Linked DNA regions of Mus musculus: all the other regions are linked to region 3. Evidence: chromatin contacts called from public HiCAR-type and promoter capture Hi-C data. All regions are on one chromosome and are shown on one strand. The core of a region is the stretch at or near the end of the contact, and the rest is flanking DNA. Distances in the headings are between cores, read along the strand shown.

Region 1 (4,336 bases), core at 891-3,390, 1.2 Mb after region 3:
CTAGGTAACAGCTAGTATTCAAACTGCTTTCCAACAACTAACTTGGGTGTCCTAAAATAACTCCTAGATATATTTTTTTAATTATAATGCAATACTAGAATTCTTGTCTGCAAGTGAGTGCTTTTAACTCACTCTCCTCTCACATCCTGTCGTCTAGAGATAAGGAAAACATGGCTGATTGGAACAGCCTCCTTTTAAAAGTATGAATTAAATGGCTCAAATAGTCCCCCGATCTGCTACGTCAACGGGCCCTGTTTTCCCTTTAAGCAAGAAGGTAAACAAGAATTAACACTCTTAAAGACAGTAGAAGACCTGCAGTCCAGCAAAACAGCCTGCAGGAAAACAGATTAAGATCTTCAACTCTATGAATGACTGTAAATTAGTCTCACCTATGAAAGAAATGGCCTCAGGGAAAAACTGGGACAGGTTTTGGCTCCAGTGATCCGAGATAGGAATTTGCTTGTATTTGAACTCGCCCGCATTCTCAAACAGATTGGGCAAATTGGGGGTGACATTCAAGATGTACTTGATGCCAAACTCTTCCAACACGTCCAAGTTGGTCGAGTCCTTGGCACAGCCCAGGTAAAGGAAGGGCAAAATCTCCACCGGGAAGGAAGGCTGGCTGTTGGACAGCGGGCTGCCATCAGAGTCCGTTGCACTATTGGGGTCTCGGTCAAGGTCAGACTCAATGTCCGAGGAAGAGTCCGAGCTGATCCGCAGGCCCCCGAGCCCCAGCACTGGCAAAGGCGGGGAACTGCTGCTGCACGAGCCGTCTAGATTGGTCTCGCAGTGCAGGGCGAACTCGGCCTGGAACTTACTGAAGCCACCTGCCAGAAACAAGAAAAGCAATCTTGTAACCGGAGAAGCTGTAGTAATTTACAGCTAGTGAGAAGCACAAAGAACACTATGGACAGGCACCCTAGGAACCCCCGGCAGTGGTAGAAGCACGCTTCAATGCGCACCTTTAGGAACACTACCCGCTGCTTACCCTGGGAACACTTATTCTCCTGAATCTGGAAATGCACAAGATTACTTTTCTTAATATTTCGAGGAGCTGCGAGGTGCCAAGCTGCACCCTGAACTACGTTTCCAGCTCTTGTGAACCTTAATCCTACACCTACCCAAAGAAAGGTGCCTGATTAACCCTTGAAGGAGAAGCTACCACGGTGGCCCAGCTAGCTCCCCTAAGCGCAATGCAAGCGGCGATCGCTACCTCGCTAACATTTTCCCCAGCCTGCAGTCCCAGCCCGGAGCCCTGCACCCGGGGCGCACAACATACCTTCCAGGTAGAACGCCCGGCAGCCCTCGTCTTTGAGTTTCTTGAGCAGCAGCCCGAGGACCGACTCTCCACCAGTGTTCTCATTCCAGTCGCTGCTATTCTCGTCGTACAGCACCACGGTGTCGGTGCCGCAGCGCCTGGTAAAGCGGTCCCGGTCCTCGCAGCGCGTGAAGAGCGCACGCACGGGCAGGTTGCCCTTCTGCAGACGCCGCAGCATGATGCCGGGGATGGCCACATTAATGGCAGATTCGATGTGTGACGACTCGTACAGCTCCTGTGGTCGGCAGTCCATCAGCAGAAGCCGTTCGTTGCCCAGCTCCAGCTGCTCGTTGAGCCACGACACCGTCTTGCAGATCGCCATTTCCGACGCGAAGGGCACGGGTCTGAGCGTATCTATCATGGGGGTCGAGCTGCAGGAGAAGGCGGGGTGCCTAGCAGACGCCCCTCGAGGCAGGCATAGGCCGAGCACGCTGCGCGAAGCTCCCGCTCTCGGAGCGGGGTTTGATTCCGCCTCGCCTTTCCCAAGCCGAGGCTAGCGGTTAGGGAAAGCGACACAGAAGTCAAGTCGGTGGTCCCTCTGCACCAGATCACTCTCCGAGTCAATGAATCTCTCTCTCTGAATGAAGGTGCCCAGTTTTGTTCCTACCCAGTGAATGAAATCCAATTAATTCGGACTCCGTGCCACTGAGAGGAGAAAAAGGGAAAAGAAAAAAAGTCTAGCGGCTCTTAATCCTTCCCTCTGAGGCTGCACCTCGGATCCAACCCGGTGTTTCTCGCCGGATTATTCAAGACTGGGTTTGCTCACAGTCCCTAGGACTCCGCGAGAGCACACCCCCTGTGCGAGGCAGCTCCTCAATGGATACAAACAGCCAGCGTCTCAATGGATACATTCTCTCGGTCAGCCAATGAGCGCGCTGCGGAAGGGGCTGTTGCCGTGGGGACGGGCCGGCTGGAACAGGTTGTGTTGATGAATTGTTAATGAGTTTGTCATTCACAAAAACGGAAAGGAATTTCCGCTCCGGATAAGCCCCAGTGCAAACAAGCTGCAACTGCGGGCTCGGCGGGAGGAAGGAGAAAGAAGAGGAGGCGGCGGTGGAGGAGGAGCAGGGCACATAAACCAGGGCACTAAAGTTGTCTCGTGTTTCCTTCTGTTTAGAGTTCACACTTCGCGTCTAACTCTTGCGCACCAGTAGTGCAATTAGCAAGCACAAAAGCCCTTATTCGCGACGCTTACAATCTTAAGTTAGCCTTAATAAAACTTGAGGGGTTTTCCCCCTTTTTAATTCTCTTTAACGCTAGATCCAAGCCCGCCATAGCGCCGCCCCTGCTCCCCCACCCCCAACCCGGTCCTCCTTTAGATCGTGTGTGGCATTTGTTTGGCTCTTTTAAAAGTCTAGTTCTGTTTGTTCTAATGTCCTTTTAGGCGAGGCTGTGTTGGGACTGGTGGACTGCCTGGGCTTTAGCGACCCAACGAAGTGTTAAATGCTAATCCAACATCTCTAGAAACAAACTAGTGTTTTGTTGAAACATTTTAAAGCAACTAAGCAAACAAGCGTTTGGTTGTCCAGAAAACCAGAAGCGCCCCAACCCCGGGCTTTCTCAACTTTCTTGGCGGCAGCGGAGGGGGGGGGGCGGGTGGTGTAAGCACCCAAAACCTTGTCAGCTATCCCTGCACTTTTCTTCTGCTCCGGTGAAGTGGGGGCATTCTGAGCCATTGTTCCGGAGATCTTGCTCCCCACCACCATCACCGGTCACCCATCGAGCCTGGGGAGTCGAGCTCCTTTAACGATCTGGAGCCAAGAGCAGAGTTTGGTTTCTAAGAGGAACCGGTCTGGCAAGGCAGCCTAGGTTAGGTGCCTGGGACGACAGGCCTCACCAACGTTTCCTGCACCCCGGAGACCTGCAAGCCTGCGGGAACTCAAGCGTAAACAGTGGCGGTTGTGGACAGAGGCCGGTCCCCTATCCTTTCTAGGCTGCAGCGGTCCCCGGGCCCCGCAAGGAGCACGCTAGCAGCTCCAAACGCGCTTGCGCGCTGCGCTTTGGCCGCAGCATTGCTGCTCTGGGGGATGGGGGGGGGGGGGCAGGACACGCGACGACCCCGTGATCGCTTGTAAGGCCGTCGCGGAACCGTCGCCTAGTGAGAGACCTGGAGCGGAAAAGGAGCCAGAGGTGTCCCTGTCTGGACCCCATGGTTCCAGAGTTAGGGTTGGGAAGTCTCATGGGCACCACCCGCAGGCAACTCAGGACGGAGGCGGCACCGGAGCCGGATGGAGGCGTGGCCGGCGGGGGCCGCGACGGCGACAAGAGCGCATCCCCGGCGCGCTCGGTTCTATTGTTATATAAAAGTGCAGAGGCCGCCCCTCCCGGACGGAAAACCACCTGTGTGCGGCGACGGCGGGCCCTGCGGAAGGCGCGCGTCCCGATCCGGTCAGCCCCTCGGGTCCCAGGGAAAGGAGCTGGGCTTTGTCCGGCCGCGACCGGGAGGCGGAAGCGCCGGCTGCGGCCCTTCCCGAATCCGGGGCGCGGAGGGCGTCTAAGGTCACGGGATCTCCCCAGCCCAGCGCCTCGCAGCCGGGTCCTACCTACTGTCGCCCGCAAAGCAATTTGCATTTTTAATCACCCGCCTCTTCCGGGGTTTGGGAAATGTGGGCTAAAACAGGGCGACTTGGAGGTCCAAGTAGCCAATTTTGGAGCCCTCCCGCAGGCAGGCGCCCCAGAAGGAGCGTTTTGATGAAAATGGGGGTTGCCTCCAACCTCTCTCCGCGCCTTTTTTGGGCAGCACTGGGAACAAAACGCCCATATTTCATTGGCTAGCTTCCAACTCCCGCTGGGGTAGGCCTGTGCTGCAGCTGACGCCCCCAGATCCTTCCCCATCTGTTACAGGTTTTCCCACCCTGAGACATTTCAGTCTGTGGGACCAATGGTTAGGAGGAGGGAAGTGGGGTGCTCCGCGGAAACGTGAAGGACAAGCCTCAACCTCCAAACAGAAGAGGGAAGCAGGTTGGGTTTTTCTTTACCAAAATTTGAAGTGAAGCACCAGACAGTTGGGAGGTTGAT
Region 2 (4,249 bases), core at 1,680-4,179, 1.3 Mb after region 3:
ACATGGATTTGAAAGGGAGTAGGGAGGGGTACATGAGAGAGATTGGAGGGAAGATGTGTGCGCTGGGAACTGAACTCTGGCTTTCTCCTGACTACCGAGACATCTTTCCAGGACATCTTAGATATTACTACAGAGACCAAATATTTGTATACATGTTTCAGAGTGAAATTAATGCTCGGATTCTCTGTTTAAAAGGCTCTATCCTCTGGTCCAACAGCCCCTCATATGGCATAGAGAGGATTTCTTGGAAGCATATCCATGTTCGGAACTGTGCTGTGAAGCAGACTGGCACTTCTGCACGTCACGGTATCTCCTGACAGCAGTCCCTTTAGGCTTTGCAAAGGGAAACCACGACATGGAGACGGCAGGTCAATGGAGTGGAGACTTGCTTCCGAGCCCCTGAGCCTGGAGGAACAGGTCTCTTCTCCAGGATTCTGGATTCTAATAATCCCAGGGTCTGTCTGGAAGACTACATCAACGGGTGAACAATATCTGTTTCTGGCAAGATACAGCACATTTGTCTTGCCTTCTAAGTTTTTCAAGTATCATTTATTCTTTATAGAAAATTTGCTGTAGTAGAAGCAAATATTACACATAACTAAAAGCACATATTACAATGTCAAGTAGAGATCAAACTCTAGCTTCATTATTTGATGACCAGATGGACTTGGGTAAATTACACCAATGAGGTGAGACTATGATGTACGAAGGCTCAGAGAAGGAATTTTGTTCAATGGATAAACACACTTTTTCCTATTACAAACTTAAAATTACACACACACACACACACACACACACACACACACACACAAAACAAATTCTTTTTTTTTTTTTTTTCCCCGAGACAGGGTTTCTCTGTATAGCCCTGGCTGTCCTGGAACTCACTCTGTAGACCAGGCTGGCCTCGAACTCAGAAATCTGCTTGCCTCTGCCTCCCGAGTGCTGGGATTAAAGGTGTGTGCCACCACACCCAGTTCCACAAATTCTTTTTATATGGTATTTAGCGGATTTTCACTGTGACATAGAAAAATATTAAGTTTTGTTCCTTAAATTTTATTTTCAAACAGTTTCAAATTAGAGAAATGTTGCTATAAAAACAACAGAACAACAACAATTCTAATAATAACTTAGATTCTGTAATTTTGTTACAATTGTCATCTAGTTCTCCATCTACACCAAATCTTCTGACAAGTTGCTGGCACTGTGCACTTTTACCTGGATTATTACAATACTGTGTTCTAAGGAAAAGGCCATCCCTGACATAACTATGGCATTACTATGAAAACCAGCAAACTTAGCATTGGTATTCTCATCTAAAATTCAGTCTCTGTTGAATATTTGTCAATTTTCTCCTCTTGGTGGGGAGGTTGAACCTACTCCTCAAGTAAGACAAGCCATTGTCAATCAGATGCTGTAGAAGTGTTCTGGAGAAAGAGTTTCTACATGACCAGGATCCAGTAGAGAATTACACTGCATTAGCCTGCATTTAGCTGTGATTAAACACAGGATTCCACATAATATTCCATCGACTGACATACTACCCTTCTAGGTAACAAACACCTTTTAAAGGACACTTGTTTTATCTTCTTTTCTTGCTGGTTTTGTTACAAACACTGCTGGGATAAGCACTCCTTTGTATTTACATCCTGGTCATCCTTCAGGGTGACTCACTATGTATCATTTAGGGTCTAGCTGAGCAGCAGTAGCTGGAATGGTCGCTTTAACAGGAGGAACTCCCTATAGAGGTTTAGAAGTTTTCTTTAAAGGTGAGAGAAGTTTGGAAATAAGATGAGGTAGCAAATCCATCGACTAACTAACGACCTTTCTAAGGCCGGGGAACAAAGGGAAAGACTGGCTCTCAGATCCTAGACATTCAGAGGGACCCTGTGAAGCAAAACACTGTGTTCCCAAGGAGAGAGGAGGAATGTTCATTAAAAAGACATGTTGGAGAGGAAGAGGAAATGCCTGACATTCCTTCTCCAGCTCCTCTTCAACTTAACACAAACAAGTAAAGAACTGTACTACCAGAACCACAGAAACCCACCCAAAACTGCGATAATTTGGAGAAAGCTTAAAAGTACATATAAAATCGGAGTCTTATCGTTATCTCAAGGGAAGAAAACGAAAATGCCATAGGAATAAAAAAAAAAAAAAAGAAATCAAATTACTCTGAAATATTTGTCAAATGTAAAAGTCCAATCAAAGCATTCTGAAGTTTAAGTCCTGCACTGGCTGCCTGGCTCGGCAATACTGTTCTTTATCTGTGTTTGAGGATGTATGTGTCACATATGAGATCTTCTGTGATGTCTGACTGTCCCCAAAAGAAGGGAACTGACAAGAGACAGAACTAAGCAAGATCTAGTGCTGGCCTCAGTAGCCAAGACAATAAGGTTGTAAATCTCTCGGGATTTCACTAACTGTGAATCTAAGGACTGACAGACAGAAAGTGTACTTTAGCAGGCCACCCCCTCCCACCATGGAGCTCATTGTCAAAGAAGGATCAGGGCTAACTCCTCTATCTAAGCAGTACTCCAAAACTCAAACTCTAATGGGCACCATGCACAGAGGGCAATAAGTCAGGTCACTTTATTGCACAGCCCTGCAGATGGCCCGGAACTCCTCTGGGTGGCCAGGAAGCTCTTCACGCTGACATCCTCCAGGAGACAAGCATTTTCGGAGTGCTACCCCTGAGTAATTAATTTCCTGTGTGAAAGCTCGCTGCTGCCCTTGCATTCCTCAGGGTGCATGTGCTCTCATCTCAGAGGATGTTGCTTTTCCACAGGAAGAGGAAGGAACCAGTTGTCACTGGATGTGTGGGCTGAGCACGGCGGGCATTTTCCGCATGCCTTCGCCTCAGCTGTGGGAACTGGGGACGCAGCTTGGATTCCCGGCCAGAGAGGAGGCTGGTGGTGTCTCTGGGGCAGAGGCACAGTTTAGAAACACAGTACAGCAGGAAGTTAGAGGCAGAAATAAGATCTGCAGCTTCCACACCCGCAGTACCCAGAAATGTGCGCACTTTCTAAAGGGATTTGCAACATCTATTTACTTTGTTAGGCAGCCAATTGCATATTACAAGAAATTCTTTTGTAGAGTTTCCTGTTTTAAAAGATACATTTAACAGAGAAAAAGAAACCTCTCTTGTCACAGAAGTAAAGAAACAGAACAAAGTACTAGCTAACAAGGACAATTTATAAAAATTTGATTTGTATACAGTTTTTGGTAAATTCATTGAATTTTCCTTCCCTGTGACTTTGAAAAATAAAGAAGCTCAAATTAGCAATTTTAGGGGGGAGGGAAATACACCCCAATCATGTAACTTAGACTTCCTGTCATGATTTTTACTGCAGAGTCGATTACTGTAGGTGGGAAATGGCGCTCTTGGCCTACACCATTTTCCTTCACAGAGAGAAATTGAACAAAAGATAATGGGAACTCCACGCAGAGAAAGAAGCCATGCTCCTTTAACACACCAAACATTCCTGTTGGTGCTGCTTTAAAGTCAGTTTCAGAGAGGACGGGGAAGGGCCAGTTCCGCACTGAAGCTTTAGCCGTTTCCCTAACAGGAGGCTGCTGTGCTTTAAGGACAAGGACCTATGGGATCAGGAAAATCTCCGTTTCTGTTTCTTCTGTTTTAAAGACTGTATCTGGAAAAAAGAAAACATGTTTCCTACCTGAAGGAGGCAGGTGGAGATGCAGTACAGGAGCAAGACAGACACCTCAGAGCACCCAGACAGACACCTCAGAGCACCCAGACAGACCCCGAAAAGCACCCAGACAGACACCGAAAAGCACCCAGACAGACACTGCAGAGCACCCAGACAGATACTGCAGAGTACCCAGACAGATACTGCAGAGCACCCAGACAGATACTGCAGAGCACCCAGACAGATACTGCAGAACACCCAGACAGATACTGCAGAGTACCCAGACAGATACTGCAGAGCACCCAGACAGATACTGCAGAGCACCCAGACAGATACTGCAGAACACCCAGACAGATACTGCAGAACACCCAGACAGATACTGCAGAGCACCCAGACAGATACTGCAGAACACCCAGACAGATACTGCAGAGTACCCAGACAGATACTGCAGAGTACCCAGACAGATACTGCAGAGTACCCAGACAGATACTGCAGAGTACCCAGACAGATACTGCAGAGTACCCAGACAGATACTGCAGAGCACCCAGACAGATACTGCAGAGCACCCAGACAGATACTGCAGAGTACCCAGACAGATACTGCAG
Region 3 (3,936 bases), core at 375-2,874:
GTTGCCTTCATAAGTACATTTCTTTACCAAGTATGATTTAAAAACCTTTATTCCCTTCTAAAATGCTGATAACCAAAATATACTCTCAAACTCTTGAACAGTATATCCCAAATTACTGGCCCCAAATATTTTTCTATATGCTTTTACCTTAATGTAAAGAATACATATTCTTTCTCAGTATTTATTTATGAAGAATCTAGAATCCTCTTATCATTTCATGTATAGCTTATAGGGGAGAGATTTTGTATTTTATTTGACCATATGATTCTTTATGACTCTTTATGTTTCTCCTAAAAAATATTTCTTTTCCTACACACTCTTTCCTACAAACCTTCATTAGAGACTGGGTAATTCTGAATAGATGTATCATGTTTTCTTGGTCTTCATTTTTTAGTTCATTTACTTCCACCTAAGGAAACAAACACACAAAAAATGGACTATTTCATACCCTGCACATTAAATACAAGCACTCTTCCAGTTATAGCATTCAATGATTTCAAGAAGCAATTTCAATTCATGACATTGTACATCAGGCTCTGTGTACAAATCATTTATTAAGTACCTTGGATAAAGATATCAATAATTTATCTGCTAACTCTTCTTGCCGTGGCAGGTCATCTGGATCAACTTTGATTAATTCTTTCCACTTTATATTAGGTGGCATCTTGAATTCTTTCACTGTCTCTCAGCCTCTACAAAGAAGCAGGTGGATTTTAGCATTTTCAAGGAAAATGGCCTTGCAGTGTTTACATGATCATGAGCGGTCTTACTTAACTCTCTAGGTGCTGGCTAAGAGCTATGGCTCCTGAACTGCAAAACAGATGCAGAGGCAAACAGCCTCGACGAAAATTAGTTCCCCTGACACAGGCTATACGATAATGTACACGCTAAATTATTATTTTCTTGCTAAGACGAATTCGGAGCTAAAACCCCGAGGCCCCTTTTCCAAGTCCCCTACCATCAATGATGGTACCAACTCCCAAGATGTTTGGAAGTTTTTGAAAACCTTCTGAGGAAAGGGGACCAGAGGATTTTTAAAGTAGATAAAAAGACTGAGCTAAATGAAGTGTTTGCGGAATCAAGCTCAATCAGGGAGGCCGAGACGACACTGCAGACAAGAGCGACAGAGGTCTGGATAGGTAGGGCTGCACCCTGTCCCTCGGGATTACGATCCTGTGAACGACACTAAGCGGCTCCGGCTCACGAGGATCCACCCACCGAAACCAAGACCTGCCACCAGCAGCAGTCACTCATCTACAGCGACCACCTCCGGGTTCGGCCACCGCCCCGGCCTCACGCTTCCCAGAGCGGTCCTCGCGCACTCAGGCTGCTCCCGCCAACTCTTCCCGACCGAGCCGAAGCGGCGCCGGCTGCTAGGCGACACCACTCCCCGCCCCCCAGCCTGCCAAGACCGGAACTAGGCCCCGGGATACCTGGGAAGACTACATTTCACGACCCTGGAAAAAGCTTTACGGCTCTATTTCCCCTCCAAGCCCTCCTTACTGTGGATGAGGGAGAGCCGTGAGATGAGGACTCTACGTCCCAGAGTGCAGTTCGGCGTCGCGGCTGTGCATCCTGGGATTGGAAGTTTTTGGGAAGAGCGGCGCGTTCCCGGCGTGCAATGCGGGAGTCTGCGGCCGCCCTGGAAGAGCTGGGGGAAGGCTCGGGAGGCGGGAGGAGCGGCTGCTAAGGTGCGGCCGCCCCGGAGTCCGAGCGTGGCAGGCTATGACTGTGTTTTCTGCGGAGTCCTTCTCCGGTCCACCATCCCAGAAGCTTTCCTGAACCGTCTCCTGGCGGAGCCGCCCTCAGGTGAGGTCGGGGCGTGTCAACCCACAGCCAGGAGTAGCTCAGGGAACCTTTGCGTTTTTAGGGAAGCGCTAGCTTGGGGCTGCCGAAGGGCTGGCGGATCTTGCAGAGGTTTGGGAAAGAGTCCTCCGGCTACTCAGGTAGGTGCGAGGGGCTCCCAGTTAGTGGCTTCCCTAAGAGGGGAGTCAATAAAAGTTTCCAGCCTCCTTGGTGTCTGGGAAAGTGGAGCGCCCCCACCCCCACCGCACCCCCTGAGTTCACGCTCTGGTTGAGTGAAGAAGGAGCGTCAAGATGGGGCAGCCTCCTGCAGCAGCTTGCGGATTGTAGTGCTTATTAGGTTAATAAGAGTGGAGTGAAGGCCAAGGAAAGAGGAGCCTTAGTGCGCCCAAGGCTCTTAAGCCGGGCTGGAGGGAGGGAGGAGGGCCATGCCAAGCGATGGCATTTTGCTGTCATTTGCTGGGTACCAAGGGAGTTCTTGGGGGAAAGTGCCTTCTCCTTCTCAGATGTTAATCTTCTTACTCAGGGAACTGTTGCCAAATGCACAGCTATTCTACACCAGCAGGTAACTTTAGGAGCTGTAAGCATCTATTTGAAAGAGTGCGTCTCGTATATATGTATGAATGTATGTATGTATGTATACGTGGATAGATATATAAGGTACTTATACATATCATACATAATAGATATTAAGTAATTAAAAGAAAAATGTAGACAGTTACATTTTTCTTTTGAAAAGATTTCTGCGGTTGAGAAAAACAAATAGCACAAAAAAATGGTATTTGAAACAAATTTTAAAGACGTTCTTCAGATTTGTAGGCCTGATTGCAGTGTTTGCTTTATTTCTAAATACTGTTTAGTTTTGGAATTATTCTTTGTGGAGATACAGCAGTATTATCCGCATTGTCCATCTAAGAGATTGAAGCTCGGAGAGGTTAAACGCTGTTTTCTTATTTAATGTGATGAACACAATCATTCATTCTACAAGCTAATGTTTGTGAAATGCGTGATATAGTTGCACTTCCCAGTTTCTCTTTTAAACGTTAATACTAAGCTTTACTTGTGTTTTGCACATTTAATTTTATGGCTTCATTTACTCAAGAGTTTGAATTATTTTTCCTGTTCATTTTGTCAGTAGTACTAAGAAATGAGACTAGTATTTATTAAACACATGTAATATGTTCACTAGTATACTACCTTAAGAATTTGCTGTTTTTAATCACAATACCTTGATTTTTTTGTATGATTTTAATACATATTTTCTATTACTCATTTACTATTTTTGTGTCATTTTATTGGTCTCTCCACCCCTGTTTCTCTTCATGTTCGTAATATCTTCAAGTAATAAATTGTATTCTCTTCAGAAGGGAGAAGTTCAAAGTCATTTATTAGTAACTGATGAAGCTAGGATTGTATATCTCAGTGAAAGTAACAACTTAAGTATATTCTTTATTAAATTCCATTCTGTAACTTAACGGTATTTTTGAGCTAATACGCTTTTCTTGGTATAAGAATACTGCAGGAAACAAATTATATTATGATCCAGGTTTTTATATTGCACTTACCTGTGAGTCAGGGCATTTAACTGAAGTTCTGGTTCTGCAGGTTGCTATATAATTTTCAAATGGCTAAGATAATTTTTCTTCAGAATTTCTCCATTTTTCAAATTTTTCCAAGAGCTGGTTTGTATGTGACAGTTCTATCAATAGCCTTGTTGCTGGAGCACTTGCCTGGACCTGTGTTCTATCTAGCCTGGGCTTGTATGAAGAGCTTTATCTAACCCAAATCACTTTGTGACAAAGCCCTGCCTCTTGTAATTGTTACCTCTGTTCTCTGTACCAATGGACTTAAATTCATTACCTGTCCTTTGCTGATTTCCTGAGAATCATACTGCTCTAATGTTTAAAATGTTGCATGACCATAAGAAGTGTATTAACTGAGGTATAGAGTAAAGGTGTTTATCAAGATTTTATTTTTCAAAGGACCTTCATGTTCGGGTAAAGGAATGTATGCATAACAAGCAGATACTTGTTTCTCTTTAGCATGAGGAGACTGGACGGAGAAGTCTGATTCAGCCTGAATGCAGACGTCCCATTCAAACGGTCTGTACACTAAAGGTAATATTAAATAGAG

What was found. Promoter capture Hi-C pulls out the DNA fragments that hold promoters and counts their contacts. HiCAR-type assays count read pairs that join an accessible place to other places.
Region 1: a contact with region 3 is called in a HiCAR-type map of astrocytes, with 5 times the contacts expected there. The contact joins the promoter of Dusp6 here to the promoter of Tmtc3 in region 3. A contact is called at or near these places in 7 of 39 promoter capture datasets (the 3T3-L1 cell line, the C10 cell line, cranial neural crest and 4 more), 3 of 484 Hi-C or Micro-C datasets (cardiomyocytes, cortical neurons and muscle stem cells), 10 of 115 datasets of contacts at active chromatin or transcription factors (T-cell acute lymphoblastic leukemia, acute myeloid leukemia, astrocytes and 7 more) and 3 of 9 other capture datasets (adipose tissue, embryonic stem cells and pancreatic islet).
Region 2: a contact with region 3 is called in a promoter capture Hi-C map of hippocampal neurons, with 6 times the contacts expected there. The contact joins the enhancer-like site here to the promoter of Tmtc3 in region 3. A contact is called at or near these places in 8 of 39 promoter capture datasets (3T3-L1-derived adipocytes, the C10 cell line, cranial neural crest and 3 more), 4 of 484 Hi-C or Micro-C datasets (the G1E-ER4 cell line, cranial neural crest, nephron progenitors and 1 more) and 3 of 115 datasets of contacts at active chromatin or transcription factors (astrocytes, large pre-B cells and stem cell-derived neural progenitor cells).

The regions. Positions count from the first base shown.
Region 1 is chr10:99,261,035-99,265,370 of GRCm38.p6, reverse strand. It overlaps Dusp6 (dual specificity phosphatase 6), which reads right to left and starts at 2,140. Exons shown (of 3, transcript NM_026268.3): 1 at 1,280-2,140; 2 at 390-827. The coding sequence starts at 1,679.
Region 2 is chr10:99,170,756-99,175,004 of GRCm38.p6, reverse strand. All of the region lies in intron 10 of Poc1b (POC1 centriolar protein B), which reads right to left. Among named protein-coding and RNA genes, the nearest start is that of Gm34574, 59 kb to the left of the region's middle. Within about 2 kb of position 2,929, at least 212 of the 459 cell types and tissues checked have an H3K27ac peak or open chromatin away from gene starts, as enhancers often do. A contact at or near this core is called in astrocytes, hippocampal neurons, liver and 3 more, where this site is marked.
Region 3 is chr10:100,485,035-100,488,970 of GRCm38.p6, reverse strand. It overlaps Tmtc3 (transmembrane and tetratricopeptide repeat containing 3), which reads left to right and starts at 1,624. Exons shown (of 14, transcript NM_001110013.1): 1 at 1,624-1,809. Cep290 (centrosomal protein 290) reads right to left here and starts at 1,389. Exons shown (of 54, transcript NM_146009.3): 1 at 1,219-1,389; 2 at 563-692; 3 at 332-409. The coding sequence starts at 664.